Regions from separate parts of the Mus musculus genome. Here region 1 is linked to region 2. A link is a contact called in public ChIA-PET data. All regions are on one chromosome and are shown on one strand. The core of a region is the stretch at or near the end of the contact, and the rest is flanking DNA. Distances in the headings are between cores, read along the strand shown. Region 1 has its middle 4.9 kb from the start of Gm35520. Region 2 overlaps Mfhas1 (malignant fibrous histiocytoma amplified sequence 1).

What was found. ChIA-PET counts read pairs in DNA pulled down with a chosen protein or histone mark.
Region 1: an RNA polymerase II ChIA-PET map of memory CD8 T cells shows a contact between it and region 2, with 26 read pairs. The contact joins two enhancer-like sites. A contact is called at or near these places in 2 of 484 Hi-C or Micro-C datasets (CD4 T cells and CD8 T cells) and 3 of 115 datasets of contacts at active chromatin or transcription factors (large pre-B cells, memory CD8 T cells and pancreatic cancer cells).

Annotation. Positions count from the first base shown.
Region 1 is chr8:36,180,691-36,186,378 of GRCm38.p6, forward strand. No RefSeq gene overlaps it. Among named protein-coding and RNA genes, the nearest start is that of Gm35520, 4.9 kb to the right of the region's middle. Within about 2 kb of position 1,726, at least 59 of the 459 cell types and tissues checked have an H3K27ac peak or open chromatin away from gene starts, as enhancers often do. A contact at or near this core is called in memory CD8 T cells, where this site is marked.
Region 2 is chr8:35,676,019-35,682,137 of GRCm38.p6, forward strand. It overlaps Mfhas1 (malignant fibrous histiocytoma amplified sequence 1), which reads left to right. Exons shown (of 3, transcript NM_001081279.2): 3 at 712-3,431. The coding sequence ends at 745. Among named protein-coding and RNA genes, the nearest start is that of 1700015I17Rik, 40 kb to the right of the region's middle. Within about 2 kb of position 3,078, at least 53 of the 459 cell types and tissues checked have an H3K27ac peak or open chromatin away from gene starts, as enhancers often do. A contact at or near this core is called in memory CD8 T cells, where this site is marked.

The sequences.
Region 1 (5,688 bases), core at 476-2,975, 500 kb after region 2:
AGGCTTGTGATAGCAAAAGCCATCTGGTACAAACTGTTTTGAGTAGCTCAGTATGCAGCTGCACCTTCAGAAGTCAAAGCAAGCAGCTATTACTGCATGGCTTTCTCAAGCCACTCACAGAGGCTGATGCTGGCACAAAGGTAGTCTTGGCCAGCAGCTTTGATTGACAGTCTTTTTTATCAAGACATTAAGGGCAGCAAAGGAGAGTTCAACAGCTGATAGGGAGTCAAACTAGCCTATCCCCCATAGTCTTGCTTATTTACAGGAAGTGGGGCATCAGCCATACTTTTTTTGGGGGGGGGGAGGCTTTAAGACAGGGTTTCTCTGTGTAACCCTGGCTGTCCTGGAACTCACTCTGTAGACCATGTTGGCCTCAAACTCAGAAATCCCCCTGTCTCTACCTCCCAAGTGCTGGGATTAAAGGCATGTTCCACCACTGCCCAGTGACATCAGCCAAACTTATATTAAGAACACCAACGTCAATAGTAATTTTAATGGATTTTTAACGGGGCTTTCAAAGTGCTTAAACATGTGTCAATGAAGTATACCTGGATGGAAGATTCTTTCCAAGACAAGGTGCATATTAAATATCCTTACCTTGAGAGAAACTTCAGTGACTACCACAAACAGTCATCAGCGGACCCCATACCCATGTCCTGTGAGACCTAGAGCATCTTGTTAGGATTACTTGACTGCTTTGGTCTTCCTTCTCATTCTTTCTCTTTCTGTAGCCTGGACACGGTTAGCCTATTTTTACTAGGAAACAGCTTCTGGATGCAACAAAGATCTGACGGAAGCAAAATGGATCTTAGAAGACTCTTGTAGAACAAGTAGGAGATGGGCAGAAAACTGAGGCAACTTGCCTATAGAAAAGCCACAAAAGGCTGTCTTAGTTAGGCTTTCTATGGGTATGAAGAGACACCATGACAGTGGCAGCTTTTATAAAGGAAAACATTTCATTGGGGGCTCTGGGATGGTTTGTATATGCTTGACCTGGGGAGAGGCACTTAGAGGGTGTGGCCCTGTTGAAGTAGGTATGGCCTTGTTGGAGTAGGTATGCCACTGTGGGTGTGGGCTTTAACACCCTCATCCTAGCTGCCTGGAAGTCAGTATTCTGCTAGTAGCCTTCAGATGAAGATCTCCTCCACCATGCCTGACTGGATGCTGCCATGTTCCTGCCTCGATGATGATGGACTGAACCTCTGAACCTGTAAGCCAGCCCCAGTTGAATGTTGTTCTGTATAAGAGTTGCCTTGGTCATGCTGTCTGTTCACAGCAGTAAAACCCTAACTAAGACACTGGGTCTGACTTGAGCAAATGAAACCTCAAAGCCCATCCGAAGTGATACACTTCCTCCCATAAGGCCAGACTTCCTAACAGTGGTGCTTCCTGTGAGCCTCGGGGTGCCATTTTCATTCAAAACACCCCAGAGGTGTATAAAGACTTTCTTGGGCAGACCAACATGTTCTCTGTGCATACAGATAGCCAACCAGATCTAACATAGGCGAGACCCAAACTTTTTCATATGCCTAGAACCTGAGCATGGTGAGAATCCCACCTGAGAACCTGTCACAGCGCTGTTCCTCCTCGGTGACAAGCTTAGTTTGAACGAAGAAAGATCTTGCCTGGAAGAAAAGGCAAGGCGTGGCTCTCTCTGTGCTACTCATGGTTGTGGTGGGACTAGGGGAAAGTAGAAGAGATTCTGCGAAATGTTCTAACCACAAGGGTATCAAAAATAGAATGTTTGCTGTATGTGTGACTTGAAAACCACAGGTTGAAATTTGACGCTCTTAGCTGATAGGTTCCTTTGGGTGGTCTCGTTCCCAGGTTACTTGGAGATTGATCAGCCTCTAAATCCAACTTCCCTCCCAGGTAAGAAGGAAGACATAGGCCACTGAGCGGAAGATCCAGCAGAACCATGGCGGTAGCGTGTTGTACAGAGAGGTGGTAGATATTGGAGTTATGCCTAATCCATTTAAAGGGAAAGTACAGTGGTTTGGGAGGATGGCAGCGAAGGGGAGGCTATGAGTGCTGGCTGGATTGATTTAAGGAAGAGCCAAGTGAGAGCCCAGTGTGGTGTTGCATGCCTTTACAGTGAAAGGCAGGCTGACCTCTGTGGGCTTGATCTACACCGGGAGTTCGAGGTCAGCCAGGTCTACAGAGAAAGACAGAGAGAGGGAGAGAGAGAGAGAGAGGGGGAGAGAGAGAGAGAGAGAGGGAGAGAGAGAGAGAGAGACACAGACTCAGTGACTGGATATGTATTCTGTGAAGACAGAGTTGTTGGGAGTATACTGATGGTAACACAGAGAACCATGGAGACATCCCTGTCCCTGAGAAATATGGGGAACAGAGAAAAATCAGTCTAACAGTCTCGATATACTTGAAGGAATCCTGGCACATTGGAGTAGGAGAGGAACCTCTGAGTCCAGGGCTCTGCACATCTTGATTGATGGACAAAGCCTGCCCTTCCCATGATGCTTCCCTAGCTTAGCCCCACCTCCATACAAGAGTGAGGTCCTGCAGCCTCAGGGACACCTCTGGAGAACTTGGTTCTAGTTAAAGACAGCTAACTATCTTATATTGAGCGTGGAATGCCACTTCAGTCCTGGTCAGATAATTTCTTCTGTTAAACGAGAACATTTAGACCTGTACATGTTAGGTGATATTTAGAGCTTCTTCATCTTCAAATATCTGGAAGCTAAATTGCAAATTAAAAATACAGCCTTGGTCACTTAAATGATTTTGTACCAGAGTTTGAAGCTAGGGCATTACACATGCCAAGTAAATATTCTACCACCGATCTATACCTCCAAACCCATGTTAATCTTTTATTTTGAGGCAGTCTTGTTTGATATGAGTTCACTCTGTAGCCCAGGCAGGCCTTGACCTTGTGATCCTTCCTGCCTCTTGATCTCAAGATGTGTGATGACAGTTCTGTGGCACCAGGTCCAGGTAGAACGTTTTGAAAAGAAAATAGCTTTTGAGTTGTAACATTGTTAGGAAAAATGTTTAAAGTGGGGGGGGGGAGAGGAGGAAAGGGGAAGAGGGAGGGGGAAATGAGGAAGAGGGGGAGAGGGAGGGAGGGAGGGAGAGAGAGAGAAATATGGGGAGGAGGGAGGAAAGGGGAAGAGGGGGAGAGGGAGGGGGAAATGGGGAAGAAGGGGAGAGGGAGGGAGAGAAGAGAGAAGGGAGGGAGGGAGAAAGAGAGAGAGGGGGAGGGAGGAGAGAGGGGGGAGGGAGGGAGAGGGGGAGAGGGAGGGGGAGAGAGAGAGAGAGAGAGAGAGAGAGGCGCGGGTGGTGAGGTGTGTTCACTGTTTAGCCTTGACTGTCCTGTAACTCACTAGTAGACCAGACTGGCTTTGAACTAGGAGATCCACCTGCCTCTGCCTCCTGCCCACATGCTGGAATTAAATATGGGTGCCTCCATGCCCTGCCTTTGCCTGGACTTTTAAATATCTTAATCTCCATCACACACGGGATACACCACATTTCCTTTTCAACCCTGGCAGCAGTCTTTCTCACACTCCCTCGCATACTTGAGTCACCTGTGGGGGTTACAGAGCAGCTCTGACTCAGCAGACCAGGGCAGGGCTGGAGAGTCTCTGGCCCCACCAGGCAGAGTACGCATGCACCAGTCTGCGCCCACGCTCCTGCAGCCTGCTCGCTCTGCAGTGTCAGTAGACCTCTGGTGGCCACATTCGAAATGTGCATTGTTACACTCGATTTTTTTTTCTTTTTTCTTCTGAAAATATTAAATGCTATGTCTCCCCAAAGCCAGCAACTCTACCAGTCTTGTTATTGGCAAAGCAAACAGGGTTTGTTGATTTGAACTCTAACTACCACAGTATTGAAACAGCCAATGTAACATTAGTTTGGACTCTTGATTTAGGTTTTGGTGTCACTCCAGAGAGGCCACATAGCCAGTTAGTGATCATCAAAGAAGGGGCACGCTTAGTCTACATAAATATTAAAGTGAATGTACTTTCTATAAAAGAATACAGGAAAGCAGTCCAGTAGAAGGCTTTATGTGGAGTAATGAATGACTTAAAAGGGCCTTCTTTATTAGTATTGAAAAAGAAAACCTCAGTCTTTTAATTTGACTCACCTTCTCCTGCCAGGGGTTGCCTTAAGTTGTATTTCTTATTAGGTGTTCTCTAATTTAGCCCTTCTATGAAGCAGACTAACCTGCTCTTTAATTAGAAAAATCGAGAGCAGTTTTATAGTAATTTTAAATTTCTGGGTTTTTTTTTTTTTTGGCTAATTTCCATCTATGCTACTGAAACAGAAAACAGAAACGCTGTCCACAGTTCAGATGAGATGTGTCTATCAGCATCCGAGAGACTCCGTTTTAAGAAACACTGCATTTTTTTCCTGTTTTTCTTCTAGCTGCAAACATTTTTTTTTTAATTTCGAATGTCAATAGACATATTTCCTGGTCCTGCCATGTACTTAGATAAATGTTCCAGAAGCCAACTCAGTTTTTTTTTTCCCAAATAACCAGAAAATGACTATCACTCTAGAGTGGGAACATCTGGCCCAAGAATGTTCACGATCTCTTAGCCCCAGGGCAATCCAACTGAAAACTTGTAAATTAACATCAATCTTAACTTGACTTTGATGGAAACTTCTCGTTTTATGCTTGAGCCGACTCAGCAGAACACAGTCCCCTGCAGATGCCGGGCATCAGTGCATTTGCTCATAGAAACTTCCTTGAGTGGAGAAATGTCCAGTGCTCTTGCGTAGGGCACATCAAGTGAGATCCCAGGGTGCTTTGCGATTTTTGCTGACTTTTCATAATCTTAGTAAAGTGTGTTGCTAAGGTTTCAAAGACGGGTGCTAAAATGAGTTTTCTTTTTTAAATTAATTTATTGATTTGTTTATTTACATTCCACACACTGCCCTTCTCCCAGCCCCCCAGAGTCCCTCCCTCTATCCCACCTCCCCTTTGCCTCTGAGATGGTGCCCCCCCCCATATCTCCCTACTCTGATGCATCAAATCCCTGCAGGATTAGGCACATCCTCTCCCATGAGGCCAGACAAGGCAGCCCTCTGCTACGTATGTGCCTGGGGCTTTGGTCCAGCCAGCCCTTGTATGCTCTTTGGTGGATGGCTCAGTTAGAAGTTTTATATGCTTATTTAAAACTCCTTTTCAGCCTTATAAAATAACCTGGCACTTATGAGAACTGTCTGTACAGTCCAATTCAAATGTTTCTGGTTGGAATTACAGTAGGAAAGGTTTTTCTTAGCACAGGTTTAATGAGATACATAATAAATGGTTAGGTATAGCTATTTCTACATCCATAGAGTCTATAAAGTCACACATGCCTTTATATGAATCTGTGAATCAGGGATCTGCCTGTGGTCGGTGGATTTAACCAGACTTTACCTGGGAAGAAACCCTGAAGCCACTAGTTTATCCACACTAAGCCTTTCATTGTATAGCAAAATGTCTGCAGGACGGGCTACTGTGCCTACAGGCAGGGTTTGCTTAATGTTTGACTTTTTCATTACAATGTGATATAAGGAAGAACGGAGCCTCAATAGACGCCTTTCCAAATAAAGAGCTCTTTATAGTTAGTTAGACTGCACTTTAAATTTCAACTTAAGGCTGAAGATAAAAGTTGGATCTAGAATGTTTGTCCCGTGGTCGCTAAAGCCCTCTGCTTGACACCCTCCATTGGAAACAAA
Region 2 (6,119 bases), core at 1,828-4,327:
CCTCTGCAATAAAAAAGCATTGAGAGAGATGGAGTGGGGGCGGGGCAAACCATAGTCCTTTTCCTTGCCTTGCCTTTATATGCCATTAAGTGTCATTAAAACACTTAGAAAAATTCCACCGCCTAGCACTGTAGAAAGCTAAAATAAAAGCCAGAGATATCTGACCTTCTCAGCTCTGTTCTGTTTCAAGCAAACGCCATTATTTATTTGGCCGAGAGTGCCACAGTATATTCAAGCCATGCTCAGACACCCAGGATTTGGGCTAACACCCTTGCTTGGAACACTAAATAAAAGCATGTTTAGTGGCGGTAGGCAGATAAGCTCAGGTTGAGGCCTGTATTTCTGAGCCTGGGGTGGGGGATGGTTAGTCACGTGTCCGTGTGTGTTTCCTAAGGAAGCGAGTCTGTGTTTAGAGGCTGTGCTTGCTTATTACGAAGCTAGTTCATCTGTAAAGTTCCCGTCTGGTAAGGGGTCCTAGCAATTAGTGTTGGTCCCCGCTTATGGCTGACCTACGCATAGCATCACAAACATTTGACCAATCTAACTGCTAAGAAGACTATTTACTCGGTGGGTCATCAGGAGCCTGACATCCTCGTTCACAGAGAATTTTAGAAGTAGGCATGGAAATCTGTGCAGACGACTCGTTTCTAATATCTGCTCTTTTTCCTTATAACCGAGACTGTTGTCATTTTGTCTTCTCATCCCATCTAGGAAGAACGTTGGTGAGAAGCACAGAAACCAGTGACATCCGCGCCTGTGGAATTTTCATGGAGTTAATACAGGGCATGGGACCGACTGGGACATCTCCCGCCCCTGGCGAGCCTCCTGCCGTACTCCCAAGCGCCTTCCGGGGCCCAGAGTGAAACCGCGCATGCACACTGGGGTGCTTGCAGAGGACCCTTGGAGGGGTTGGAGGGGGCTGGGAAGATGGGAGCAAACATGGAGCGAATGTTTCACAACCCGAACCTCAGAACTGTGATCCTCCAAGGAGAAAGCTACTTGAAGAAAAGAAGAAAAAAGAAAAAAGTTAACAGGCTTCTCAGGGATTGTGTTTTCTGTGTACACATGAGCCATAGCTCCAGGCCAGGCGGCACTCAGATTTCAGTTTCTTGTTCAATGTGAAGGAGGGATCAACTGACGTTCATTGCCGTTCCGTAACTAGTGTAAGATATGTATATGTTAATCTTTATTTTTATAATATGCAAAATACATTTAAATTTATACAGTTGGACGCTTCTAGCATGAGTGAACACTGGGTGCAATATTCTGCATGAGAGTTGTGCCAAGATGGGGCTGGTGTCTTTTAGTGTCAGACCTTGGGTTCTTCTCGTAGTCCTTTTGCCCACCCACTCAACTGCAAAGAACAGAAAAAGCTAGCCTCTCCCTCGGAGTCCATAGCTAGGTTCAAGGTTGGTTCCTAGAACTCTTAATACTCCCCAGTGGCGTTCAGCCCATGGAGACAGAGTCCCCTCCCACCTTTTCATCACACCTCCCTGCTTGCTAGTCACTGGACATGGTGGTAGAATGATAGCTGTTCTGTCTCCACCCATGACCACTGAGGCTGAGGGGTGCGTTCCTAGAGGCCAGACGAGGTGACGAATCTCTGAAAACCCGAATCTTGGAACAACTTGAGATAATCTGAGTTCAGTTCTAAATCTTGCAGCTGTTCTCCTGCTATGCACCCCCCCGCCCCCCCCCCCTGTCTCCCTGACCCCGGGAACAGCGTGCATGATTTTGCAGAGCCCTCTGTGAACCTCTCCATCTGATTGGTAGCCTTCCTGAAAGGAGCATCCTCTTTCAGGGCTCCATCCCTCATTGGCTGTTTATTCATGCAGAGCCACTTGGAGGAAGTCTGCAGCCAAGGTCCTAGTAGAACCATTGTTTTGAAACCTCTAGGAGGTTAAACACTTAAAAACAAACTCTACAAATTGCTCTCCAGTGTCCTCCTGGTTAGGGCCAAACAGCACGTGTTGCAGTAGAGACACATTCTCTGAAGACTGTAAAGGACTGTGTTTACATCCGCCTCCTCCGTGTGTTGACAGGAAACATGTCAAACTGACTGTTCCCCACAAGAAAAGTGTGTCAGCTCTTCTTACTCTGTCACCTGTATTCTAAAATATTGACTCCTAGAATGTCACAGCACAGGCAGTTGCCACGAATCTTTAAGAGGAAGGAATACAAGCAGGCGACTGCACTTCTTGAGGCGTTACAAATAAGATTCGTGTTGAATCTGTTCAGTTGACTTCCCTGCCCCCCGGAGCCCGTTATGTGGAGGCAATTTCTCAGAAATCAGAATCTAGTAGGGATTGTCTCTCTCTCTCTCTCTATGTTTTGAATACTTGAACATGACAAGTCCAGTTTAAAATGTCTTTTTCCTTTTAGGACACAGTTGCAGGATGGGTAAGAATCTGGTTGATCTCTTCTGTCATAGGTCTCATGTGTATGTGTGCAAGTGTAAACCAGAGGGTTAGCATTCCCCTTCCTTTGTAGACCACTGAATTATTGGGCAATAGTTTATTTTGTTGTTATTGGCTTTTTGTTTTTGTTTTTGTTTTTTTTTAAATTGGCACCAAACAGTTCTGAAACTGTCAAGTCAGCAAAGTTCAATGTCCGCTATGATTTTGGGTTTACTTCCCAGAGGGCCATGTCAAATCAGAAGAAGGCTCCTTGGGAGAGCATACCCTGCCCATGGATGCTCTTTTCATAAACACAGATGCCCATGTTCTGAATATCTGTTACTTTCTGACAAGTGATGTTGTGTGTTGTCATCTGAACCCTAGAGAAGCATCGTAGATGAGGGAACCTTGGCGGTCATGTATCGTGGCTAGGGTGGGCACGATCAGAGGGTCACGTGCCCGAGAAAGCTCCAGCAAAGCGTGAGAACTTGCCTCAGTGTGGGGGGGAAGGGCTGAGATACAGAAGCCACCTTGCCCCAGAAGAATTTCAGCGGCGGCTGTATGAGAAATTCTGTTTCCTTATTTCACACCTGGGAAGACTCAGCAGCCAGCAGCTGAGGGGCCATCCACTAAGCACAAGAGGAATTCGTTCTACCCAAGGAGCCCCGTGCCTCTCAAATGCGCTCCGAGTTTGTTATGGTTTCTATTCTTACAACTAACGGTATCAAAACCACTTCCTGGGATTGTACAAGTGCTGCCAGAATAAATGTTTCCCCCTTCTAAGGAAAAAAAAACAAAACAAAACAAGACAAAAAATCCGACAGTGCTCATGTTTGACGTGTGCGCTGGACTCTTTTGAATGAATAAAGAGGAAGGGCTTGTTGGGATTCCAGTGGAGTGTGTGTTTTTCATGCTGCAGTCTGTGAATTGTAATTGTGGTTTCCCAGTTCATTGTCCTAACGGGGCAGAAGTTAAAAAACAAAACAAAAACAAAACAAAACAAAAAAAACAATAAAAACACAATGAAATGGTTAAGCCGTGGTAGCTCCAGCATTTCATTATTTCCGGGTTGGTTTGGTTATTGGTTTAGTTTTACCAGTTAAAAGGAGTGGCAATTTTGTGTTCTTAGCTCAAATTTGAGCTACAGGAAGAAGAGTCTGCTGCTCTCATCTGTTTGAGTCCCCAAAGGGGAAAAAAGCTGTAAGAGCCACTGTTTTAGTTATTTTTCACTCCACTTACTTTATTTGTGAATGTGGGGGTGGGGTGGGGAGTGCCACAATACGCATGTGGAAGTCAGAGGTCAACCGTGGAAAGCTGGTTTGCTCAATTCGCCATCTAGCTCCTAGGGATGAGATTTAGGGGGGCAAGCTTGGGCCTGCCAGGTGCCTTCACCTACTGAGTCATCTCCCTGGCCTACGTCTCTCCCAAAACTCTCTTCTCTGTTTCGGAAGCATTGGCTCTGTCTTTTGGGACTGGGAGCTGAACCCAGGGCCTTGCATATGCCAGGCAAGTGCCCCACTACTCAACCACAGCCCGAGCCCAGTACCATCTGTCTGTTAAGTCAGATTTCTTCCCCAATGAGCCATTGTGCGTCTAAATTGGAGCTTACTGATGTGTGATGGCTTTGGAAGTTCCCACTCCCTGGGCTTCCTTTTTAAGGCTCAGCACAGGAATCCTGCCGAAGCTTGTAAATTCTGTCTAGGAACACTCCAGAAGGCTGGAATTACAGGTCCCTGAGGGACCTCTCAGAAGCTCCGTTCCTCTGTCTGTCTGCTTGCTTGTTTGTTTTAAAGGAAGATAAGACTTGAAAAGGAGCCGGGCAGTTGTGGCGCATGCCTTTAATCCCAGCACTCGGGAGGCAGAGACAGGTGGATTTTTGAGTTCGAGGCCAGCCTGGTCTACAGAGTGAGTTCCAGGACAGCCAGGGCTACACAGAAGAACCTTGTCTTGAAAAACAAAACAACAACAACAACACAAAAGACATGGAAAGGAAAATGCAGGCAAACCAGACATATCCAAGCCCTGCCCAGAGGACCTGGGAACCGAGGAACCAGCTTAGACCAGAATGTTCTCCTTCAAAATGTTCTGAAAAGGAACTTTTTCTTTTAGTATTGGGTACCGGGTTCAAATGCACCTCTATAGTATAGTTACCATATACCTCTACGGTAAAATATCTGAAGCCACCTGCCATGAAAAAAAGAGGTGTGTTTCTGGTGGGGTGGCTTGCCCTCACAGCAGAACCCAGGCAAGTTCTGACACCCATCCTTACTGCTGCCTGCTTCTGCTCGGGGAGAGCAGATTTTGAACATATGTCAACAATTCGCGCCTGGGTTGTAGCAAGATACTTCAGAGTTCTTTAAACTTGCTCAGCAGATCACACAACAAAGTAGGTGTCAGTGGTGACAATTAGATGCCTGTCAGTTCTCACAGGATCCGGTCCCTCCCAGGGCTGTCTACCCCCCCACCTCAGTGAGTGCTTTCTGAAGTAGGGACCAAGTTTACAGAACTTCAAAGCCATCCTACCTACCATATGCAAGGAGACAATGTCGGCTGAATCCCAGCACCAAGGGTACCTTTGGCTTATGTTACTTTCCCAGTGATGTCACCTAGGGTGGTAGGCAATGAGAGAACCTGCTATTGTTCTGTGTAGGAAGGGGGTCTGTGTGTACGTGTGTGTGTGTGTGTGTGTGTGTGTGTGTGTGTGTGTGTGTGTGTGTGTGTGTGTGTGTGTGTCAGGGGTAGTTTGGAAGGCAAATAAACTTAGTTAGGTTAGACAACATGAGAAAGTGCATGTGGTAATGGAACCCCATTTAACTATTTGTAACCCCCTTTAGGAAAGAAATATCTTTTATTTTCATATACAAACAATAGTTTTTTGTGAAATTAATACTGTTCTAAACACAGATCCTAAATGAGTGTTTCCCAAGCTGGTCCTTAGAATGACTGACTTCCTCAGTGCCAACACATACCCTGCAATGGGCTCCAAGATTCAGATACTTTAAGAAATAAAGCATTAAATAAAGCAAACCAGTCTTTGTTGTAGGCCTCTGAGAACCTTCTAGACACTGTTATAAAGTATCAGTCCTTGTAGACCAGATGTGAGCATGTGTTTGAGTGTGGAAAGAAGCCTTCTACAACAGTGTGTGGATATGGCCTGTATCCATCAATGGTATCTAGAATGAAACTAATAGAATTGAATATGGGCTAGGAAGAGATTGTTAGACTGACTTATACTACAGGGGCTAGGTAGTCCAAATGTCTGTCTGCACTTTGAAGAGCTTGAAAACCTGGTAGCTGGCTAGCCCATGAAGTTAGATGTTTTCACAGTCCAGCTCTGGTGCAGAAAGCCTGTGGGGTTCCTGGAGAATTGCTGGTCTCCAGTTCCCATCAAAAGAATGGGAATTCTGATGTCCATGAAGGATAAAGGCACCAGGAAGAAGCCAAAGCTTGCCAATCAGTGGCACCCCTTTTTGTTGGACCCTCTTGATAGATCTGAATGAATACAGGTTAGTATCAGAGTACTGGGACAATGGAAACATTTTTCTAAAGTTGCAAAACTGCCATGAGCTCATGTAGATAGCACAAGAGCACAGTAGGGGGCCACTGGTCCAAGAAATTTGTCCTGGGTTTACACAGCTCACAGAAAGTCCAAGCAGTGTGCCTTCTTACATTTAAGGAACTCTGAAAGCTTTAAGAAATAATTCTACCAGCTTAAAATTCCCA